3 separate regions of the Mus musculus genome follow, and regions 2 and 3 are each linked to region 1. Evidence: chromatin contacts called from public Hi-C and targeted proximity ligation data. All regions are on one chromosome and are shown on one strand. The core of a region is the stretch at or near the end of the contact, and the rest is flanking DNA. Distances in the headings are between cores, read along the strand shown.

Region 1 (4,853 bases), core at 1,150-3,649:
TACAAGAAGATAGGAATGAGATCCCCGATTCTTAAGGGTGAATCCACCATGGAGAACCTTTAGAATTTTGAGAATGAGACTGTAACTTGTATTTATGCTAAAGCTTGTGTGTGGGTCCCTCACTTAAGTACAGTTTAGTACTGAAAAACCTCCGTTTTGATAACAGTGCTGAATATGTATGGCTGGAGTGCTGTTGGAAACATAGTTTTGTGAGGTGGAGAATCACTTTATTCGTTTTCTTCTTCCCCCCTTCTCTTCCTTGTAGACAAGCTCTATACAAGCAATATATTTTGTATCTTCTGCTGGGAGACATTAATTAAGAGAGACTAAAAACAAAGTATCTGTTGCTTGTGATGCATGTTTATATGTAAACTCCTGGGTTTGTAGACCCCAAGAATAAAGCCGTAAGAAAAAATAGCATTAAGCATTTTCCCAGAGAAGTTGAGAATTCCCACAGGTTAACTGAAGTTCTGGATCTTTGCCTGAGAGGAGGAAACTGTCCCAGAGGGAAGATGCTGCAGGATGCAATTAGTCACACAATGTTGCAGACTTCTGCTCAAGATGACTTTTAAGAGAAATAACAGTTAATTCAGAACTATTATTTAACTGCTATCTTTTGAAAATATTTCCTGTCCTGTGGACTTTTTACATTGTACTCTGAAGCGAATTCAAAGCTTCTGGTTGTAAGGAATACACATGGCTCCATCTGTAGAGAGAACTACATCATAGTCTTTGTGGAAGAAGTTTTGTTAATGTGCTAGTGGCTAGTAGGCTTTCTCTTTCCAGCTTTCTTAGCTCAGATAGAAAATGTTGGCCATTTGAGGAAATAAATAGGCAACGTTTTTGTTGTTGTTGTTGTTGTTTAAGAGAGATTTGTGTCCTTGGCTAATTTGAGATTTCAGGCAGAAGTTTTGTATTGCAACTTAGTTTTAATGAATTTTCTATCTGTTTCGTTTAAGTGTTAAAGGGTGGGTAGATAGAATATGAGAATTATAACACGGAGTGTGAAAGAATAGCAAGTTTAAAGGTTCCCTTTCTTTCTTTCTTTCTTTTTAAGCTATAAGTTTGGACAAGCTGGTGAAGGTTTAGTTAACTATTAGGCACTTATGTAAGCATTAGGTAAATATTTTGGGTATTCTAAATAAGTGTTCCCAAGATGAGAGACCAATTCTTGGACTGAAAGAATGCCGCCTTCTTGCTAGCAGTTTAGCCCACACTGAGCAGTTGGTTCTGGCTGGTGAAGTGGTTGGGTTGAGAGCTAGTGTAGTGGGTGGGACAGTGCAATTACAGCTCCTGTAGTTTTCCCATCCTTTGTTGATCTTACCTCTTCCCCAAAGTTGGCAAAATTTTCTCATTAACTCCTGGGCTGTTAGGAAAGTAACGTTGAAAAGGTATGGTTCCCTTTCTGAAAGAATGTTTTGGAACTCCGCTGTGTTTTTTAAGCCCCCACCCACTTCACCAAATCCAGCAAATGGAAGAAGCCAGGCCTCTAGGGAACCATTCCGCAATTGATACTAGCACAAATGGGAGGGACCAGGGAGCTGCTGAGAGGCCTGCTCCGGCCCAAAATCCTTTGGGGTTTTGGCTTTTGCCCCTAGACGAATTCATTGATCTAAGTTTGGCAGGCAAGAATAGGGAAAATTAGGAGTGTGGAAAGGCTTGGGGGCGGAGGTCAGATACCCATCCTAACCTTCCTCAAAGGCACCTGGACGCCCGTGGAAATCCCTCCCAGGCACTGTAAGCTCTCACCTTTGGAGAGGCAAGTTTCTTTGCAAACCCTAGACACCTGTGTGAGGCGCTCCCCGTGGGAAAGGTGCTGTGGAGGACGCAAGCGCTCAGCCACACTGTTTTCCTCTGTGAGGCTGCGGTCACAATCCCTCCAGAAGTCAAAGCTGTTAGCACGCACAGTCTGCTCTGTCTCCCTTGGTCGCCAGGAACCTAGCCCCACATTCTGTAGCCCGGAGCCCGCTGACGCCTCCAGTTTGCTCCTGGTCCTCTCCCTCCCACCTCTCCACCTCCGAAGTAGCGCTCCAGCCTCGCTCCGCCCGCACAGCCCCAGCGCCCCCGAGCTTTATCAGGCTCCCCACACACATCGCTGGCTTCCTTTGGCACCCGGCGTTGGTGACCCGAGCCGAGCAGCCACCGCCTCCGAGCCCAGTCTCCCTCCTCCCGCCCGTGGGTCACTGCGCCTCCGGGCTTTGCTCCCCAAAGCGCCGCGGCTCCCACCGCCTTTCAGGTTCATCCTGGGCTGGACCTGTTTTGCTCATCCCTAAACCCGGAGAAGTGGAATCTGCACACTGAAACTCTCTGTGGCTGGAGCGGCGGACTGGGCATGCTCAGAAGCCAGGCTTGGCTTTGGTCTCAAGTCGAGGGAAGCTTTTGCACTCGCGAGGCAGCGGCGACTTTAGGGAAAGTTGATCCGAGAGGGGAGGAAGCCCCAAGACGCGGAGCAGCGGCAGGCAGGAGCCCCCGGCAGCCCGGAGGAGCATGGGCACCCTGCGGGATTTACAGTATGCGCTCCAGGAGAAGATCGAGGAGCTGAGGCAGCGGGATGCTCTCATCGATGAGCTGGAGCTGGAGTTGGATCAGAAGGACGAACTGATCCAGAAGCTGCAGAACGAACTGGACAAGTATCGCTCGGTGATCCGGCCGGCCACCCAGCAGGCGCAGAAGCAGAGCGCCAGCACCTTGCAGGGTGAACCGCGCACCAAGCGCCAGGCGATCTCCGCGGAGCCCACCGCCTTCGACATCCAGGATCTCAGCCACGTGACCCTGCCCTTCTACCCCAAGAGCCCACAGTAAGCAGGGTTACGCGCCCGGGTCCATGTGGCGCCCAGGCGGTGGGAAGCTGCGGGTCTCTGTATTGTCTGTCGGCCCCTGCCCCTCCCGCTTGCCATGTCTGTCCTCATCCTCAGAAATGTCTCATTTTCACGGCACTTCTTGAGGGGCTGTGCACGTTTCTCAGGGCCAGACTCCCTGCACATCCGTTGCCTTCGTGTCTTTGTCAGATGCCAAGGTATTTTTAAAATATACATACATATACGTTCATATATGCCACCTACTGTACATAGTTTGGACGCGCCCCAGGTGTGTGTCTGACCGTGTGTGTGAGTGGCTGTTGAACGGAGGAACCAGAATCCCCTTCTTCCCCAAAGCCCCAGCCAACCTGGCCAGCCGGAAAATCCTAACTGCAGGCTCATCAGACTGAAATGAAATGCGTTGATATTACCCTGACTTTCCAAGCTCTTGTGGCTCTCCTGGATTTTTCTACATGCCGCCGGCGCTTCATGCTGGTACCGTTCAAACCTGAGGTTCTGTCACCATCAAAGTGTAAAAGAATAAGAAAATATACATATAAAACAGAAGAATTTTTAAAATTTTCCTGAGTTGGATGACATTTACAATCCATAAATGGAAACCTAGTCTGTTGATTTTTTTTTTAAAAAACAATGTTTTCATAATATCCAAGAGAGAATATTACTTGTTTTTCCTAAAAGAATTTTCACATGGTTCCCAATGAACACTTTCATTTCCCCCCAGAGGGTTAATGTGTTTTCAGGGACAGTGTAGTCAAGCACATGCTATTTCCAGTGGGGACCAAGCTGTGTCTCACATTCAGGTCTCAAGCCACTGTGCTGCTAGCAGTTCTTGTGTGTTAGAGAGCAGTGTAGTTTTAGTGTCAGTAGGATTCATAACTTGGATGGGGACCCTGAATGAAACTTGTTACACAACACTCGAGCCCAGAGTCCATATGGAGAGTGAACAGCAGGGATGGGACAGCAACAGAACCAGAACACCATCTGAATGGCATTTTAATTAATAGTAATGACATAATTGGTAAAGCAGAGGATTCTGTTGTCCTGCTCTTAACTACATAACACGGCTGGATGACACATGTTACATAATAACAGAAGGTCCCTGGGAACCCTTTACTTCATAAACACAGGGGATTCATAAGAAGAGAAAGTAAATGCTTGGTTATTGCCATTTGTATTTCTTGGATGGAAGGGCTCAGAAGTACACATTACATACACTTTTGAGAACTTAAAAGTCAAATCTATACATGCTGGCCCTCCCTACCCCATGAGTCATTTACGGGCTTAGCTAAAGACGGAGTTTGGATTCTGTGGAGTAGGGGAGAGTTGATAAGGAGAAATATTTCTGAGATTTCGACCTGACCGTGTTACCATGATAGATGAGCTGATTTCAATTTGTCTTAGAAACCTGAGTGAACCGAATCCATTGGAGCTTTCTTTGGTAAATTAATTTGCAGTCCCTGGCATGTTCGCCTGTTTCAGCTAACAAGGTACATGGCCATGTCTCCTGGGCCAAGTTTTGCATAATGAAAATATAACTCAGAGGCAGCTTTTTGTATCTTTAACTATTCTATAGGATTGTCATTTTAGTATCTGCAGGACTTTGGAGTAACCCAGAACAAAGTCTGCTCTTATTTAAAAAAAAAAAAGACCATTTTAATAGACTTTTAGACTCAGTATGATCAACCCAGCTGATAACTCTAGTTAAGCATTCTATTTGAGAAAGCCTAAAGAAATCCAGGCAAGGGGAATGAACTACAGAATGTGGTACATTTAGAAGACTTTTGACTATTGGTGTGTGACACAAAACCCTCATGTTTTTATAAACATTCCCAGTGGAAAGTAAAACTAGAGAAGAACATACTTGTAGCATCTCTGTAGGACACTGTATCTGTTGAACCAGGCTTTGCACGCCTGTGTTTATTTGATACCTTTAACAGGCTAGGTTGCTAAGGTGGTATTGCCCTGTGAGTTTTGTAATTCTGAAGGATTATATTGGAGAAAATGGTAAGATTCCTTCCAACTTTAAATATTTTT
Region 2 (4,853 bases), core at 1,073-3,572, 600 kb after region 1:
GCTGGGACATAGTTTATTTATATGGAGCAAGATGGGTACTAGAGAGGCTGGAGAGATGGCTCAGTTGATGAGAGCACTGACTGGCCTTCCAGAGGTCCTGAGTTCAGTTCCTAGCAACCACATGATAGCTCATAACCATCTGTAATGGGATATGATACCCACTTCTGGTGTGTCTGAAGAGAGTGTCAGTGTACTCACATATATAAAATAAATAACTAAATCTATCTTTAAAAAAAAAAAGAGCACTAGAAAAAAATATGAAGAAATACGGTCATCTTTCCAGCTATAGCTGTATTTTTCCAGTGTTGACCATCTAGGTTGTGAAAACATTCATAGGCATAATAAAACATTGTATCTCACTTTATATAAGACAGCTTTGACAGTTAAGTTTCACTCAAAAGTCAGAAGTCCTTAGGAAGTAAGCTGGTAACTCCTGCTGCCTATTCTGTCTCTTCTAGCCCAGATAAATGTCTATCATATGAGGGAGGCCCAGGCATTCCCAAATGAAGGTAAGACAGTGGGCTACAGCTTAGTTCATTTCTGGATAGTAGTTCAACAGCTTGATACCTGACTATATGATTCTTGTAGCCTGGCAGAGAGGTTGGGCTAGGGCTAAATGACTGTTTAAACCTGCATTATTAAACCTTTAAAAAATGAATAGTTCCAGAAAAGTAGCTTATTGAATATGCGGAGACCTAAAATAGCACTCACTAGTGTGTATACAGTGAAGTGGTACCCCAGGAGCCTAATTCAAACAGACCAGGAGCCTCCCTGGTAACTGGTTCTTCCCAAATTGCTGAATGTGGCAAAAATTAAAAGCTAGTTGGAAATCTGTTCTGTTGAATGGTTGATTTTCATCCCTCTTCATCAGTGCTGATTTTGAAGTTTACTATTTAAACTCCACAGAAGGAAAAGGGAGAGTATATATATATATATATATATTCCTTTTCCATCTGTAGTATAGTGGTCTATCAAACTGTGGAAGGCCATTCAAGATCATTAAGACATGTATTAACTATGGATTTGTTTTATCCCCAGATGGAAAAAGTGCTAAATAACTGATCATTTCTTTCTTTTTGAACATGTTATCTTAGGGTTTTACTGCTGTCAACAGACACCATAACCATGGCAACTCCTATAAGGACACCATTTAATTGAGGCAGGCTTATGGGTTCAGAGGTTTAGTCCATTATCATCAAGGTGGAACATGGCAGCATTCAGTCAGGCATGGTGCAGGAGCTGAGAGTTCTTCATCTTCATCTGTAGACTTCTAAGAGAAGACTGGCTTCCAGGACAAGAGTCTTAAAGCCCACACCCACAGTGACACACTTTATCCAACAAGGCCACATCTCCTAATGGTGCCATGATGCCCTGGGCCAAGTATACACCAACCATCACACATGTACTAAGCAAAATACCATCATTAATACCTCACATTATTAAAATAAAAGAACTTAAAAAAATTGAGTTCGAGCCAGGTATGCTCATGTCTGTAGTAGCAGGTCGAGGCAGGAGGATTGACTTGTAGGCTAGTTTAGGCTACAAAATGAGATCTGTCCCCACCTTCCAAAAGTGAATAAAATTGGAAACTGTTATAAGTTGAAGTTTAATAAGTAAAAATATGTCTCAAAACTATTCTTGGTTTGAGAAAAGTAGAGTGATTACTAGACTGCTCAAATAAAACCTTCATTATATTTGTATTAACATAAACTTTGTCATGTTTATGAAACTGCCTATTTGCCTTATTAAAAAAATTTTAATTTTCCTTCCTTCCCTCTCTCCCTCCTTCCATCCTTCTCTCTGTCCCTCCCTCCCTCCTTCCCTTTCTTCTTTCCCTCCTTTCTTTTTTGTTTTTTCTTTGTTGTTGTTTTTGAGACAGGATTTCACTACATCACCCAGGATAGCCTGCAATTCAAGGAAATCTCAATTGTCTGCTTTCTGAGTGCTGGGCTTAAAAGCATATGCTAACTATGATTAGCATAACTTTTACAAACTTTTCTATATTTATACACATTCCAGTTCAAGGCTTGCCCTTGTTCAGAGCTTGGCTAAGATTGGATGATAAAAGTTCCAGGGAATAGTAGTTGTCATTCACCCGTTCTGCTTGGCTTTCTTAGCTGAGTGGAAAGATGGGTGTGTCTTTCATTTATGGAACACTTTCCCCAAATAATGAAAGAGCCAAGTTTGAGGAAAACGGAAAATAAAGAGTCCTGAGTAATCTGTTATATAACCCAGCTGTGGAAAAACAGAAGCCAGAGTTTCCCAAGTAACTTCAAGTCCCTGTAAAAGTCGCTGGACTTTATCTCTTGGACTAGCTTTAGGTCAACAGCCACATCCTTGCCTCCGGAGATACAGTCACTGTGTTTTTCACAGACCCCTTGCACTGCACATGCGTTGTCTCCTCCACTTTCCACATCTTCTACCCGGTATTGAGTTGATATGCTGGTGAGCACACACTGGCACTCCATCCGTGATCACGCGATCATCCCACTTCGACATCGTAGTTCATTTCTTGGCACACATTCTGTAAGTTGGGATACTAGAATTCCCTGCCCCCAACACCCGCCCTCCCCATTTTTGGAGGAGTTCATTAAAATTTTGGTGTAAATGCAAACTAAGTCCAGGAAGGGAGTTTTCAATTGTGATAAAATTAGAACTGATGCTCCCTAATATTGAATATATAAATCTGTAAGTCAAAAGAACAACCTAGTTTTGGAACTAGAGATTAGAGATTCCGGAGCTGTCTGGTGTCTAGGGCAGCCTCCCTAAGGGTATGCCCCCAGGCAAAGACACAGACCTCTAAGCTGAGAGCAACAGGAAGTTCAGGTCCTGAGCCTCAAGCTCTGCCTTGCTTTGTGCTGCCTCCTGACTTTGGCTGTTTCATATGTTACAAAGGCTCTGGCCTTCAAAAGTAATGAAATGCAAACATGAATGACAATTGGAAAATTTATTTTTACTGATGATTGAGAAGAAAAGGACTGCAAATAACACATTTAAGGCTTTGACCTTGCTGTGAGTTATTCATGCAAAGAGGGGTGGGAGGAAAACAGCCTGTTGGCACAGCGAGGAAGAATGAGATTCGGAATTCACATGGTTTGTCTAAAGCAGCCATGTATGCCCAGTGATAGGCTGGAATAGTGGCTTTTGTGGGACAGTTTTATTTTTAACAAATGACTGCCCCACAATAATTCTAAAAATAGTATAACCTATTACATATATGCAGATATATTGGGCATAAAATTGTTAATGTTATTTAAATTTTGGTCACAATCTATGTGATCTACATTTTGCACACAAACTAAATCAAACCTTCTTGTCCTGTTGGCTTATAAATTACATTCTTCCAGGAGAAAATTAAACTTCACTACTCAAATTTAAATGGAGAAGTAGATATAGATTAAAAACACACATACACACACACACACCCATAAATCTATATCACCTTAAAAAATTTCTGTCAGTCTTTTTTGTTTTTTTTTTTTTTTTTTTTTTTCTGAGACAGAGTTTCTCTTTATAGCCCGATTGTTCTAGAACTCACTCTGTAGATTCTTTAATTCAGGCTGGCTTTGAATTTAGAGATCTGCCTGTCTCTGCCTCCCAAGTGATGGGATTAAAGGCGTGGGCTGTCAGAGTCTTAAATCAAGTACTAATAATTGTTCATTAAATTAGTTTGGGAAGAATTTTTGCCAAAATAGTAAGATTAGTAGAAAAAGTCTATTCTGAATTTGGGTCTATAACTTTCTTTTGCTGAGATTTGTGTGGTGTGTGTGTGTGTGTGTGTGTGTGTGTGTGTGTGTGTGTGTGTGTGAAGTTGAAGAAGCAGGCATAGCAAGGGTCACATAATATCTGAATCATTAGCTGCTAAAACTATCAATTCAAAGCAAACTTTGGAATGCTGAGGGGAGCCTTAGAGACATTGTTGCGTGGTAAGAACTTTCTGTTGAGGAGACAAGTATCCACTTTTCTGCAGGATTCTTCTTGATGTCACTAATAGACTATAATCTGAGATTTCCCATTGTCTAGCACTTTGTTGATTCTTTAAGAAACAGATGAAAGGCTGGTGAATGATTGGTGATTATTTTGTATCCCTCAAGTGTATTTCTTATTTGAGGTCTAAGCATCAAAGAGTCTGTCTTTGCTGAGAATGGTTTGATAAAAGAATAAACTCCATCAACAGGCTTAGTAGGGGCTTTGGACTTACAAGAATAAGCCGTTGTAAGCAAATCAATACTGAGCTTAGCTACAGGATGTGTTTGTTGGTATAGCAGGTGAGCTGCCAATGGCCAGGATGCTGCTTATTTTGATCCTGCAGCTACCAAAATTTATATTCGGAACACCTCTGACCTTTAGTAATTAAACATGATTTTCCTTCTCCGTGTCCCTAAAGTTTAGTTTCTTGTACTCATGATAGTTTGGGCATTTCTAAGATAAAAAATATTAAGTTTTGATATTTTCAAAAGGACAAAAACATGTTATACTCCAGCTATTAAACAGTTTTATTTACTATATTTAGTTCCAGGAATTCTAATGAACAGGGCTTTCTATAAAACAGATTCCCATGACCAGCTTAAAAACATTTTTTGTGATTATTGTTAATATTTTCTTTTTATCATTCAAAGTCTCGCCCCCAGCATTTAAAGTCACAATTGTTTGCTTCTGGTAGATAACAGCACCTAATTTGTAAGTTGTCAGAGTTGACATAATTTCATCTCCTGTCTTACAACTCTTAGATGAGATCAGGGATGCATTTAAAATGTTTAAATGTGCTGGGTGGTCATATCATTTCTCTTCTTTCACTACCTATTTAAAACATAATTAGAACTTGAAGTGCATTACCAGGACAATGCTCACCT
Region 3 (4,853 bases), core at 1,417-3,916, 560 kb after region 1:
TACATTATCTGTTGAAGGATAAGCAGACTTTTGAATAAGAAATAACTTTACATTTCAAAACTGCTAGGCTATGTAATCCTCCTAAGGACATTTTAAAAGATTAAGAATTCAAATATGTAAGTTGAATTTTAACTTACAATGGCAGTAATTAAACTGAGGTGAGAGTTTGGAAGAGCAGGTATAGTCTAACATCGCTGAAACATAATTTCTCTAGTTGGCCAATTGGCCAATAATAATGTTATTGAAACTTTTCTACCTAGAGTCTAGCAAGGTTCTTTCTCATGTAGATTCTAAGATATACCCTAATTTCATAAATGTTAATGTAGAAGAAAGAGGATTAAAGAGGGAAGTGCAGAGATTAAAATGGTCAGATTTTAAGTTAATATGTATAGTCTTCAGTTTAGTCCAGTGTGTGTGTGTGTGTGTGTGTGTGTTTATCTATCTGTCTGAAGCACACACTGCTGAAAATGGAAACATTTCTGCTTCTGGAGAAGAGGGCAGAATGGTTTATAGTGAGAAGAAAATTACCAGCAACTCTTTCAATCTTGCTACGTACGAGACAGTGCGTGAATCATTACACTGCCCGGAAATAATAAAAGAACCTTAAAGGGTCTCTGTTCTAGCAAGGCCATGGTACTCTAAAATATCTGGGAAATGACTGAAATATGTGTATAAGTCGGTACAGTAGGGCATTTTTACTGACAGCAGGAGTGAGTGGATAGGAGTTACTGTGTCATATCCTTTTCCTGTTGAAAAAGACCGACTCTGTAAGCAACAAGTAAAATGTTATTTAAAAAAAAAAAAAAAAGCAGATTTTCTCAAGCCAAGACATAATCTAGCAAAGGGAAAAAACCTAAACACCATTAAGTCTAAAATAACATTCTGTCTTAGTTTGCCTGAGACGGTGCTTTAGCCGTTCCAAGTCCTGGATTCTGCAGCATCTAGACCAGAGATGAGCAACAGCATACGCTACTTGGACGTATTTACTAAGTTAAGATCAAAGGCTAGTAGTTATTTACTTGTAACCTAAGTCAAATATTTTCTGGCAAGTGCCCTATCACTGGCAAGTGCCCTTGATTTCTGTTTTCTGTACAAGGATTTAAAGTTCACTGATTTGGGATAAATTTGGATAAATTTGAAGTGGGTTTTTTTCCTAAGAACCTCTTTCTGATGACTGTAAGAATATGGAATTCTTTATGAGGTTTCCCAGAAAAAGCCATTTCCTTCTAGAAACTACAAGCCAATGAACATTTGTGATCCTTGCTCTGAAAGCTCTGCACTCTGTGCTTGTCACTTCCAGTCATTTCTGCAATCGGTCATCCTGTCAGGGATCATGTGAGAGAAGGTGGGACCAGAGGGTCACCAAGACGTGTGTCTACCGTGCAGCCAGATGTAGTGGTACAAGCCTGTAACCTGGACCTGGAAAGGTAGAGGTAGAAAGAGCAGGGGTTCAAGGCCAGCTTCACTTACATAGAGAATTTGAAACCAACCTGGACTCCATGAGACTCTCAAAAAACAACCAACCAAAACCCAAAAACAAATAAACAAAAAGCCACCAAAGGCTTGCACTTCCCAATAAAATAGCAACTAAGCTCACTTTCCTATTTAAATTTACATTTGAGTTAAGTGGCTTTACATTTGAGTTAAGTGGCTTTAACTTAGCTACATGTCAATGGTGCAGGCTCATGGCAGTCATTATCACCACATAGGAGGATTTCCACTCACAGAAAGTTCTGCTGGAAAACACTGATAGACCAACAACATTAAAACAAAATAAGAGAAAACAACAACAAAAAGATAAAACCAAAAGTAACCCTTTTCCTGAAATTATGAGCATTTCAAAGCCTTTAGTTATTATATCTTCTCTAGTTGAAAAAATTACTAGTGATCTGAAAGAAAAAAAAAGTTTGTACATACATATAACCCCCACTTCATTGTTTACTTGAATGGTCAAAAAAATAGGTTTGCAGAGCCAAAATGTGAGAGCCAGTCAACGGACCCATCCTGAGGTGCGTTCTGCTCTCATTCCCTCCCTGGCACCCTGGCATCACTGGCTGCTGCTGATGGACACTTTCCACGCTGATATTTGAATCCTATGACACATACTCTTCCCCCCCCCCAATGAAGCCCTGTTGTGCTTTACAGTCACCAGAAATCATTAGCTAAGATCTAGGTGACAACACAGAGTATAAAATGACAGCAGGTGTCTCATTAATTGAAGTTGTCTGTTTTCTCCTCTTATACCCTGGCACTGATTCAGGCCTAATGTGATTAAATGATCATCCTTAAATAAGTGAGCTTCAAAGCAATTATTTAACCTTTCTACTAACGAATAACATCCTGGAAAGTATTCCAGCCACAAGCACTCATCTCAATTAAATGTCACTAGTAATGGCATATGCATAAACTCGGCCCGTGTTGAGACCCCTTCCTGGTCTCTGGATAATGCCAGTGTTTTTTTTTTTTTTTTTTTCTTAGAAATACCCAAAGCCCCAACTTCTTCCATCTTAGAGCACTTTCTTCTTCTTTTGGAATGGAATCCTACACGGTGAGGTCTGTGTGCCTGGCTTCTTTACTTCATTCTGTCTTTGCCAGAACCACACACAGTTGGTGTTTGGTTTCAGATAAGGAACTGCTGTGCATATCTTACATACCAAAGCAGACCTGGCCTCCAGGCTCTCCCAGCATCCCTCAGGCCCCACCTGGCATACCCTGTCCTCAACCCTAAATGTTCTGCACCATCTGATACATTATTTCTTTGCTGGTGAAATGAACCAGTTCAAACCAGATTAGATTAGATTAAATGCAGGTTTTTGGAGAAGCAGCTCTCGGGCAAGTCGAGGCCAGGGGAGTGCCACGAGAAGGGAAAGAGGTAGGGGTGGGTAGGAAAGAAAGAGCTAGCACAGAGAGAGAAGAGAAGGAGAAGTCGGGGTGGGGGGATGGGGGAGACCAAATGTCTGGATTATATAAGAAATAGCCCCAGGGGAAGGGCAGCCCAGCGCCTGGGTTGGAAAGTTCAGGGTTGGGGGCAGGGCAAGCAGTTAGCTTTCTTCGTTTGTTTTAGTGTCCAATACTGCTTACAAGGATATACCACAGCATATCCACCCCACTGTCCATGAACATCTCGGGTGCTGTGTTGTTATGGGCGCTTTTGTACATAAAAACTTTATGGGACCCTTCATTCCAGTATTGTTGGCCATATGTCTTAAATTCATCTATCTTCATTAAAATTAAGGTAACGATACATGTGGAAAATGATGTATAAGGTTTGGGGTTTGTGTCTTTGTTTTGTATACAGATATAGTAACCTTTTTAGGATTTATTTGGTTCAGACTGCAATCTCTCTCTCTCTCTCTCTCTCTCTCTCTCTCTCTCTCTCTCTCTCTCTCTCTCTCTCCCTCTCTCTCACACACACACACACTTTTTTGTGTGTGAATATATCCAAAGGTAATGCCAGTTATTGCAGTTACTGGAGGAGAATTGACTTGCATTCCCCATGTGTGTTCAGACCCTCACTTTGTGGGTCCGCCTCGGAAAACAGGACCTCAGGATGGAATTCAGAGGGGTGTTATGCTCTTTGCAGTGAAGAAACAGGGGAGGGGAAGGTAGGAGGGGAAAAGGAAAAAGGAGAGGAGGAAGAAGAGGAGGAGGGGGAGTTGGGAAGAGGGAAGGAGGAGGAAGAGGAGGTGGAGAAAGGAGGAGTGGGTGGGAGGAAAGGAGCTTTAAAGATCAAGATCACTTAGTGGCCTTTTGTTCTCACAGTGAGCGTATTTACCATAACAGTTTGTCAGCCTTTAGAAAATGAGGTGTGCATTGATTTGGGGATTTCTCAAACCTTCCCTGGTAAATAGTCATTAGCAAATTTAAAGGGCAGCACGTGTGTGCAAGTAGCCTCATAAGCAGGTCTTTGGGGCTCCCTGCAAACCCAAAAGAAGCCACTGTGGAGGAGTATCTGGGCGGCTTCCAGTCCAAACAAGCAGACTGTGTCATTCTTACCTTCTATCCGAGCAAACAGAATCCAATTGGGACATCCTAATGTGAGCGTGGCTGTGATTAGTGTTTCCAACCAATAAACAGACTTAGCCATCCTATGTTTAATCTGCATCTCTGGGAATGAGGTTCAGGAATTCTTGTTCTTTAGGAACCCACAGTGAATTCTGATAGGCGGACCATTAGAGCTAGTTGCATGTGGCTTATTTTGGTTCCAGGTGATAAAGCCAAAAGGTCTTAAAGGATATCTAGCTGGTCATGGCAGGGCACGCCTTTAATCCCAGAAATACACACACACACACACACACACACACACACACACACACACACACACGAAGAAAAAGGAAGGGGAAAGGAAGGAAGAAAGACAGGTAGGAAGAAAGAAAGAGAGAGAGAGAGAGGAGGGAGGGAGGGAGGGAGGGAGGGAGGAAGGAAGGAAGGAAGGAAGGAAGGAAGGAAGGAAGGAAGGAAGGGCCATAGATTTCATTGCTTCATTTTGGGCATTTCCCAGAAAAGAAGGGTCTGCCATAGATAAATGTCCTATTTCAAGGCCGCTGATTCAAACTTTAGGCACTTGACTCTGGTGCCCCAGAGAAGGCGAACACAAGTGTCTGGTAAGGTTCCAGGTCTAGCCATAGGTCTTAGAATGAACAGGGGGCATCGTTTCGAGCTATAATGCCCTAGCTTGGTTTCTGCTGCTGTGATAAACACCATGACCAAAAGCAGCTTAGGGAGGAATGTTTATTTCATCTGACAGGATACAGTCCATCACTGGTGGAAGCAAGAAAGGAACTCACAAGCCGGGTGTGGTGGGGCACGCCTTTAATCCCAGCACTTGGGAGGCAGAGGCAGGCAGATTTCTG

What was found. Hi-C and Micro-C count contacts between places; a contact is called where the count stands out from the background.
Region 2: a Hi-C map of uterus shows a contact between it and region 1, with 2.1 times the contacts expected there. A contact is called at or near these places in 8 of 39 promoter capture datasets (the 3T3-L1 cell line, 3T3-L1-derived adipocytes, cranial neural crest and 4 more), 6 of 484 Hi-C or Micro-C datasets (3T3-L1-derived adipocytes, the HPC-7 cell line, cerebral cortex and 3 more), 8 of 130 datasets of targeted methods (astrocytes, craniofacial prominence, embryonic basal ganglia and 5 more) and 1 of 9 other capture datasets (embryonic stem cells).
Region 3: a targeted proximity ligation map of embryonic stem cells shows a contact between it and region 1, with 3 times the contacts expected there. A contact is called at or near these places in 4 of 484 Hi-C or Micro-C datasets (cortical neurons, lens fibers and uterus) and 8 of 130 datasets of targeted methods (the NIH/3T3 cell line, SST interneurons, embryonic forebrain and 5 more).

What each region holds. Positions count from the first base shown.
Region 1 is chr19:31,661,916-31,666,768 of GRCm38.p6, reverse strand. Prkg1 (protein kinase, cGMP-dependent, type I) reads left to right here and starts at 2,399. Exons shown (of 18, transcript NM_011160.3): 1 at 2,399-2,798. The coding sequence starts at 2,488.
Region 2 is chr19:31,062,885-31,067,737 of GRCm38.p6, reverse strand. All of the region lies in intron 3 of Prkg1 (protein kinase, cGMP-dependent, type I), which reads left to right. Among named protein-coding and RNA genes, the nearest start is that of Cstf2t, 18 kb to the left of the region's middle.
Region 3 is chr19:31,105,169-31,110,021 of GRCm38.p6, reverse strand. The region is part of intron 3 of Prkg1 (protein kinase, cGMP-dependent, type I); the gene reads left to right. It also overlaps the pseudogene Gm50266. Among named protein-coding and RNA genes, the nearest start is that of Gm41834, 21 kb to the left of the region's middle.